Linked DNA regions of Sus scrofa: regions 1 and 3 are each linked to region 2. A link is a contact called in public HiChIP or PLAC-seq and promoter capture Hi-C data. All regions are on one chromosome and are shown on one strand. The core of a region is the stretch at or near the end of the contact, and the rest is flanking DNA. Distances in the headings are between cores, read along the strand shown. Region 1 overlaps XXYLT1 (xyloside xylosyltransferase 1). Region 2 holds the start of XXYLT1 (xyloside xylosyltransferase 1). Region 3 holds the start of PPP1R2 (protein phosphatase inhibitor 2).

Region 1 (2,782 bases), core at 106-2,605, 160 kb before region 2:
AATATCCCATTTTTAGAAAACAATTACTTAAAAAAATCTTAACACATATGTGTTGGTGTGTGTAACTATATAATTTTGATAAGCATAGGTAAAAGTCTGGAAAGATTCTGTGGTTGCCAAGGGGGAAGGGGAGGGAGTGGGGTGGATTGGGAGCTTGGGGTTAATAGACGCAGATTATTGCCTTTGGAATGGATGAGCAATGAGATCCTGCTGTGCAGCACTGAGAGCTATGTCTGGTCACTTATGATGGAGCATGATAAATGTGAGAAAAAACAATGTATACATGTATGTGTAACTGGGTCGCCATGCTGAACATTAGGAAAAAAAAGAATGTATTGGGGAAATAAAAATAAAATAAAATGAGTTATTTGGTGTGGAGCTCAGACAGGGAGACAAAGGGAACAGAGAAAACAAAACTGGAGCATCTCTCCTCTGTCCGTCTGTCTGTCCACGTGTGTTTGTCTCTCTCACGCTCTCTCTCTCTCTCTGTCTCTCTCTCTCACACACACACACACACACACACACACACACACACACACACACACACACGTTCCTGCACTGAAGAATGATGAATCATGAAAAGGTCACAATCTGGGGAGTCCTTGCCCCCCTCCATCCATACTTCCAACTCACAAGGCTGCTGGAAGGGCAGCCCCGCCCTTCCGCCACGCTGCTCTTTCCAGCAAACTTCTCCCACGGTCTGCAAGGTGAGAATGTGGAAATGAGCTGTAACATATCCTCTCCTCTCTCAAGACCCCACCAGGAGAGCCAGCAATCAGGACAGCCCAGCCGTGCGCCAACTCAGCTCATCGTCTCTATAGAAACCACTCATAGGCCCTTGTGGTCACCACCACCGCTACCGCCCCCACCACCCGCTCCGCACCCAGAGAAATAAGGCTAAGACCAAAAGCACGGGTCCCTCATAGGGAGAGAGGTCGGTGGCCTCCTTTGTCCCTGATCCTCTTCAGCCATTGGAGTGCCTCCAGAGCCCTGTCCTGGGTCGACTTGGTCCTTGAGGGCAGCTTGGTTCTAAAGGACACCGTGGACGGTGCCATCACAGGCCAATAGGTGTAAAGGGAAATGGTTATCTCATTCACCACTTAGGGCTGGAGCTGCCGTTCCCTGAAGCCCACGTCATAGCCTCCTCCTCAGAGGAACAGGAATTTCCAGGGAGAGAAAATGCACGCTGCCCCGGATCACATACTCTCTTTTTTTTTTTTTTTCTTTCTGAAAACTCCGAGTAGTGAGGTCTTTTTCACATGGTGCTGAACCTCACCGCATCCAAGCATCCACTCTCTGCTCAAAGCCCTGCCCCCTGGAGCCACAAGGAACAAGCGTATTTCCTCTGACATGAAGACAGGGATCGTGCCCCCACGGGCTCTCTCTTATCTTGACTAAACAGCCCCAGTTCCTCAGACTGGTGTTGAGTATGCGTCTCAGGAATTTCCTGATGGCAGGTCAAGCCGTTACTCTTCCAGAGAAGCCTGGGGATTTGGAGAGGATGCAGGCAAAGACCCTCCACGTCCAAATGGCGGTGTCCACGCTCAGCCCCAGATGCCCCCTGCTGAGCTCGTCTGGCCTTGACTTACACAGGGAAGGCTGCGCAGATTAAACCAGGCGTGGAAGCAGCAGGAGGCACAGGAAGAGGTGATTAAAGCGTGTGGCCCCGGAGAAGGCCCAGGAGCACCTTGGCTCCTTACAGCCCCCTGCTGCAGGGCTGGGGGTCCCTGGGCCGCCATGGGGGAAATGCACCAGCTCAGAATGAGAGAGTCCTGGGCCCAGGGTTTGAGAGCCTCAAAGACAACAGTGGGTCCACAGTGTTTTAGGATTCCCCAGGAAGCGGAGGCCATAGGCCTTCCAAATTTAGTTTCTTGAAGGCGGCATCTTAGTAGGGTTCTAAGAGCACTGCGTTCATCGGGCTCCGCTAGTTACTAGCTGAGCAATATCCCTGCTTCGAACCTCAATTCTACCTTTGATAAAATAGAGGTGATTCCTGTATAATGAAACAATAAAGGAAATTACTATGTACACTGTGTTGCTATATAAATAAATATGACTTTATTATCCCTGCTGAGGATAGGCTGTCGAAGGCATTCAGAAAGAGACGGGGTAGCTGGTAACTAGTACGAAACTAAGGGGACCGACTGGGTGATAATATGGAGCCACTTTTCCCAATGAGAGGAAAGACTGCATTAGATGGAAACCGAGTGAGCATTAAAGGTGATTCCAAGTGCAAGAGCGACCCCAGGCCAGACCCCGTATGGAGGAGAAGCCCAACACCGCGAGACTACGGTCTAAGACATTCCACAGCTGGCAGTGGGATGCTCCCAAGGGAGAAGGGGGCCGTCCCGCTCCCCCGGAACAATGCTGAGTCTCCTGAATGCCTCTTTTGTTCCATGCAGCACAAAAATCGCAAACATTTTTTAACTACCCTGTGTTTTTGTAGCTGTTTGTTCTTTTCTCAAAGGTCCTAAGATCACAGAAAAGCTTCCAAGAACAATAGCTGGTAACCTGCGCTGTGCAGTTGAAACAACAAGGCTGAGGGTTTCTGGCTGAAGGAGGGAAAGGCGGGCAGGAGGGTCTGGGCCGGGGTTGGGGGGGGCGCCCCCAGCACTGTCCCCGTGCTCCCCCTGGAGGGAAGACCCCACTGGCTCTGCAGGATTCCTGCGGGATGACTGGGGCACAGCTGCCCTTTCTCCAGATCGGATTCCAGTCAAAACTCACGTGGTCTCTCTTTGCTCTCTGCAAATGAAAAGCTTAGGTTTCTACCCTGTTTGCTAAG
Region 2 (2,869 bases), core at 179-2,678:
CCCCCCACCATCAGGCTCCATCTTTTAAGATCACCTACTATTCCTATTCCAAAATCAGTCCCCTCTGTGCAACCATGAGGTTAAAAGGAGGCAAGCAATTTAACTGAGGCCATTGACACTAAGCTAGGAATCCCCGAGCAGAGCCAGGTGGTGAAGCCAGAGGATGAGGAGGCAGGTTGGTCCAATGACTAGCTCTGCCCTGCTCTCCCCAGATCTTATCTGTACCTCCTGGAGCGTTCTCTTCCTCCCTGGGAAGAACCCTCTGCTTCTCTAAATGAGCTCATGACCCTAGAGGGTGGGGGAGAAGGGACACATAAAGGAGATGAGGTGGTTCACACTGGAGCTTGACCAGTTCCGACTGAGATACCTTGGAGCTATGAGAAATGCCACTGTAACTTCAAGAATTCAAGAGGCCTACGACCCTGTCTATCAGATTCTGCAGCAGAAGAATACTGGTGCTTCAAATGACCTGTTCCATCCTCAAAAGCCAAAGACTGGAGGAGATTAAAAAGAGGGGCAGACTGGAAGGCACTCACCAGTGAACCCTGCAACGCTAGTAAGGAAGGGGCGTGCCGATTCTCAAGGGGGCCACAGTTAAAGGGGGATACCAGGTCAGGGTAGTCAGCTAACGCCGAGGCACCCACCCGGACACGCCCCCGACGATGCCTCCAGTCCACTTCGGGGAGAGGGTGCGAGTTGGCGTTGACAGTAGGCAGCGCAGCGAAGTCGCCTCCCTCCCGACCCCCTGAGCCTGGTGGGGCGCGCGCACTGACAGAGCCACCCGCCCGGAGCCTCCAGCTGAGGCCCCTGCTCACCTTGCACTTGAAGCCGGCGGCGGGCGGCAGCAGCTCTCGCAGCAGGGCCTTGGCCACCTCGCGGCTGGCCTCCTCGCTCACGAAGTGCAGGTTAAGCACCTCATTCGCCTCGAACTTAGCAAGGCGCAGCAGGGAGCGGAGCGCGATGCGAGCCTTGGCCTGCAGCGCGGCATTGTGTTCCGCCTTGGTGAACATCATCAGCAGGTGGTAGTCCACCGGCCCAGCCCCGCCGCTCTCCAGGCTCTTGGCCTTAGCACCCAGGGCTGGCGCCACGGAGCCCCGCGCCACCTCCAGCACCGGCGGCGAGGGCACGGCTGGGGCCCCGGCGCGGGCCTCCTTCAGCCTCTTGGTGGCGCTGGAGAAGGTCTCCCGGCCGGAGCCGAGGTAGTAAAAGGCACAGACCGCAAGCGCCGCGGCCAGGAGCAGCGCACAATAGTGGGAGCGCACAGCGCCCAGGCGTGCCATGGCCCGAGCGCATGGGGGCACGCCTCGGAGGAGACCCATGCGCCACCAGCCCGCCGACACAGAGCAGCCGGGAAACTGCAGCGGAGACCAATACCCCGGCAGCCACTTAGTAGCTCAGTCGGCGGGCGGCAGCCATGGCGGGGGCGGAGCCTTGCTGCCGAGGGCCAATCCACGAGCGCTGATGCTCGAGAGGCGGGGCCAGGGCTGTCCTGCAGCCGCTGGGTCCTAGGCTCGGAAGGATTACAGCCGAGATGTGCCGCGAGTTCACGGGATTCACTCCCGACCCCCGACCCCCATCCCCCAGGTGGTCAGAGGATCTGGTGAGGACCAAGACAGAGAGGCCAGCTGGCTATACCGTCTGTGAAAAATGGCCCTCTTAAGTGCCCAGCCCCAGACGCTAGAAACCAAAGCTAAGCCCTCGGCTACTCAAAAGACTAAATTGGGCAAAAAACATTTTTCTCTTATACCGTTATTCCTCTAATTTCTTGAAGGCCTCAAGTCCTCTCTCTGACTCCTTTCACACCTTGGAGTTTAGCTGGGGCTAAAGAATTTACACTGGCCACTCCTTCCCCATTCTCAGTGAAGGTGGAATGACAACCAAGGTGTAAATCGCCTGCCCACCTCACTTGCAACTCTGAGGCCCACTGGAAGCAATTTAAAGGTGTGGCCACCAGGGGGGCCCAAATGCCCAAAATTTAGAGGAGCCCAGAGCTCTGAAGGGGAGTAATACCAAAGATCGTGATACTCCTTAAACACACACACACACACACACACACACACACACACACACACACACACACAAAACACAAAACAAAAACTTAAACATTTTAAAAAAGACTTAATATGTAACAGGTAATTTTGCAAATTCTTTTTCCTTTTGGCTACACCTGTAGCATGTGGAAGCTCTGGGGCCAGAGATGGAAACAGCAGCACAGCAGTGACCACAGCTTGCAGGAAGGTGGGATCCTTAACCCACTGAGCAAGACCAGAGATCAAACCTGCATCCTCACAGAAACAACATCAAGTCCTTAACCCACTGAACCACAACAGGAACTCCAGGAAATTCCTAACTGAGGCACAGCTGAGGTCACTCGTCCAAGGTCACACAGTGGCAGTTTTGACAGTATAGTTGGACACTGCCAACTACATAAGTAAACATGCACAAGGGTCTGCATGCTTGAAAGAGGTGCAGGTGAAAACACAGGCACACACAAATTCCCTCCGCCCATTTATTGTAACATCCCATTATTTCTCAACTGGGTTCCCAGAACACAATTCATCTCATTTTTAACTCTTGTTCTTTTCAACTGGAGCAACATTTATCTGAATAATACTGGACTTCCGAAGCAGTCTTGGCAACAAACTCAACATACTACTCACCTTGCGGGGCAGAGTGGGGACCGCAATAGCAGAGTGAACTTGCTTGAATAACAGGGTTTTACTTTAGTTCATTTAATCCTCACAACATTAAGAAGCAGTGTTATTTGCACTTGACAATTGAGGAACATGAGATTTAGAGAAACTAACTCCCCAAATGTAGTTGACTAACAAATAATGGAGCCAGGATCCTTACCCAAGTCTTACCATTT
Region 3 (2,700 bases), core at 9-2,508, 220 kb after region 2:
TTTCCAAAAGCTCAAAGATCATGACATACGTTTTAAAAATATTATATATGGGTCCATACTTTAAAAAAGAGAAAGAAAAACCCAGTAAATGCCACAACTCCTGCCTACTTCAAAATCACTCCACCCATCTGCCCAGCCGGCGGAGGGAGACCCGAGCAGCGCCGGGGCCGTACCTACGGGGCCGCCCCGCCTGCCGGCCCGCACTCGAACTCTAGGTCCGGGGTCGGTCTGCGGGTCGGCAACGGCAGCAGGGGGAGGGCGAGGCCGCCCGGGCCGGGAAGGAGGGGTTTCCCAGGCTGCCCCGGACGACCAGCGGCCGTCCCTCGCGGCTCTCACCTCAGCTCTTCGTCAACACTCCTGCCGGGCTGTTCGGCCGAGGCCACCATAGAGGAAGTCGTAGAACTCTTGTTCTTCAAGATCCCCTTGATGGGCCGGTGCGAGGCCGTCGAGGCCGCCATTGCCCGCCGCTCCGGCGGTCGGCTCAGCGTCGCTGCTTAGCGTTGGGTCCAGGAAGGAAAAGGCTGGGCGCGAGCAGAGACTCGCCAGGCAGCCGCCGAGCCCGCTTGGGGCTGAAGCGGCTGCACCTGCTGTCGCGGAGACACCCACCAGAATCGTTGTCACGACACGACTCGGACGCTCAGGCGTCTCGCCGACCCCGCGTGGCTGGCGGCCCTTCGCGCGCCCTTGTCCACCGGCACTTTATCCGTGGCCCGCGGAATGAAGGCGGCCTAGCGCCACAGCGCCGGAGCGACGCCGACGCCGAAGCCAAGCGGGCCCGCCCTCTCGCGATATCTAGGGCGGGGCGGGGGCGGGGCCAGAACAATGCCAACCTCCTCGCCCCGCCCTCTCTGGTCTGCTGGGTGGGCTCGCCCCTTCCGCGGAGTTGAACCCAGGAGCTGTTTCAAAGAACCTTGGAGAGGTTTCTGGCGTGAGTCGTTACAGAGTTGTGCATCTCTCTGAAGCTCCCTCGCTCCCACCAGTTCATGAGGTTCATATTGTTTTATTTCTGTATTTTATAGATCTGAAAATTGAGGCTCGAAAGTGACATCATTCTCCCAAAATATTGACTTTGAGAGAAATGGAGTTTCTTTCCGTTTAACTAGCATAAAAAACTGAACCCTCCATTATAAACTCATGAAATATCAGCATTGGATTGGTCCTTAGAGACGTATTGTGAGATCGTATTGACTTTTGTGAAGTCATAGAACATCAGCTTTGAAATAATCCAACTTCTTCTTACCATTGGAAAAGCTGAAGGATAGAGGAAGTGACCTGACCACTGCTGTCACACAACCTATCTTTAAAGTGTCGTCATAGAACTTGAAACTTCTTCTAGTCTGATATTTCCCCATTTTACCACCTTCTCCCTCTTTGTTGGTAATCCCATGGAAGGTATCTATGGCAGGAATTCCTAGAATTGTGGTTTATAACCTGTCTCCCCCCACATCTTGGGAACTCTTTGTAGCATAACCAGCTGTCTAACACTGGCTGAAATAGGCCAGAAGCCTTAGGAACTATCTAGCTCTTAATAAGATGAGTCCCAAATGAGGAAAAAGAGGGCAGAGGCAACAACTCTCTGGCACACACTCTCCCCAAGTTCTCTCTGCCTGAGTGTGAATGAAAGATACCAGGGAAGACTTTGATGAAAGCGAAGAGACCTCAGGCTCTAGGGTGTCAGGATGTGTTGGTTTCCTGGTTGCGGGTGCTGTGGCTCTAGTAAGGAGAAGTGGATTCTTGAAAAGGACAGGAATTTGAAGCTCTGGGAACAATCTCAGAACTAGGCTGTATCTAAAGTCAAGCTGGGGTCGGGGGGAGGGGGTGTTTACTCCAGCCACCCAGGCTCTCTGCATGCAGCACTCACACTGAAGTTGTACAGGTGGGAAATGTGGAGGTCTCAGAGATTTAAGCAAGTCGCCTTCTGTTATGGGTTGCATCATGTCTCCCTAAAATTAAGCTATGTTAAATCTCTGACACTCAGTACCTCAGAATGTAAACTTGTTTAGAAATAGTGTCAATGTATATATATATATTTTTTTTTTTTTTCTGGTCTTTTTAGGGCCACATCCATGGCATGTGGAAGTTCCCAGGCTAGGGGCTGAATAGGAGATGCAACTGCTGGCCTACGCCACAGCCACAGCCACACGGGATCCAAGCTGTGTCTGCGACCTCTACCATAGCTCACTGCAATGCCAGATCCTTAACCCTCTGAGCAAGGTCAGGGATCAAACCTGCATCCTCATGGGTACTAGTCATATTCATTTCCACTGAGCCACAAAGGGTACTCCATGGAGATCTAATTGGTTAAGATGAGGCTGTACTGGAGTAAGGTGGGCCCCTAATCTAAAATGACTGATGTCCCTATAGGAAGAAGGCCATGTGAAGACAGAGGATTGGGGTGATGCATCTACAAGCCAAGGGCCACCTGGGGCTAGCCAAAGGTGGCAAAAGCATGGAAAAGACTTCCTTTAGTGCTCTCAGAAGGAACCAATCCTGCTGACACCTTGATCTTGGACTGCTAGTCTCCAGACTGAGAGACATTACATTTCTATTGTTTAAAACCACCCAACGTGTGGTTCTGTGATGGCAGCTTTATATACCCACCCACCTCCCCACCCCCACCCCCAGCTCCTACCCTTAGTCCCCAACCCCCTCATCACCAGGCTCTTTCCCATCACCCCTTCCTTGGTCAGGCTGCCTCAT

Evidence for each region. Promoter capture Hi-C pulls out the DNA fragments that hold promoters and counts their contacts. HiChIP or PLAC-seq counts read pairs in DNA pulled down with a chosen protein or histone mark.
Region 1: an H3K27ac HiChIP or PLAC-seq map of skeletal muscle shows a contact between it and region 2. The contact joins the enhancer-like site here to the promoter of XXYLT1 in region 2. A contact is called at or near these places in 17 of 47 Hi-C or Micro-C datasets (alveolar macrophages, brain, embryonic fibroblasts and 11 more) and 1 of 2 datasets of contacts at active chromatin or transcription factors (skeletal muscle).
Region 3: a promoter capture Hi-C map of fetal skeletal muscle shows a contact between it and region 2, with 4 times the contacts expected there. The contact joins the promoter of PPP1R2 here to the promoter of XXYLT1 in region 2. A contact is called at or near these places in 4 of 5 promoter capture datasets (fetal liver, fetal skeletal muscle, liver and 1 more), 2 of 47 Hi-C or Micro-C datasets (blood and skeletal muscle) and 2 of 2 datasets of contacts at active chromatin or transcription factors (alveolar macrophages and skeletal muscle).

Annotation. Positions count from the first base shown.
Region 1 is chr13:132,108,891-132,111,672 of Sscrofa11.1, forward strand. The region is part of intron 3 of XXYLT1 (xyloside xylosyltransferase 1); the gene reads right to left. Among named protein-coding and RNA genes, the nearest start is that of XXYLT1, 160 kb to the right of the region's middle. Within about 2 kb of position 1,356, at least 9 of the 83 cell types and tissues checked have an H3K27ac peak or open chromatin away from gene starts, as enhancers often do. A contact at or near this core is called in omental adipose tissue, retroperitoneal adipose tissue and skeletal muscle, where this site is marked.
Region 2 is chr13:132,268,558-132,271,426 of Sscrofa11.1, forward strand. It overlaps XXYLT1 (xyloside xylosyltransferase 1), which reads right to left and starts at 1,429. Exons shown (of 4, transcript XM_021070076.1): 1 at 816-1,429. The coding sequence starts at 1,319.
Region 3 is chr13:132,488,232-132,490,931 of Sscrofa11.1, forward strand. PPP1R2 (protein phosphatase inhibitor 2) reads right to left here and starts at 1,259. Exons shown (of 6, transcript XM_021070085.1): 1 at 337-1,259. The coding sequence starts at 458.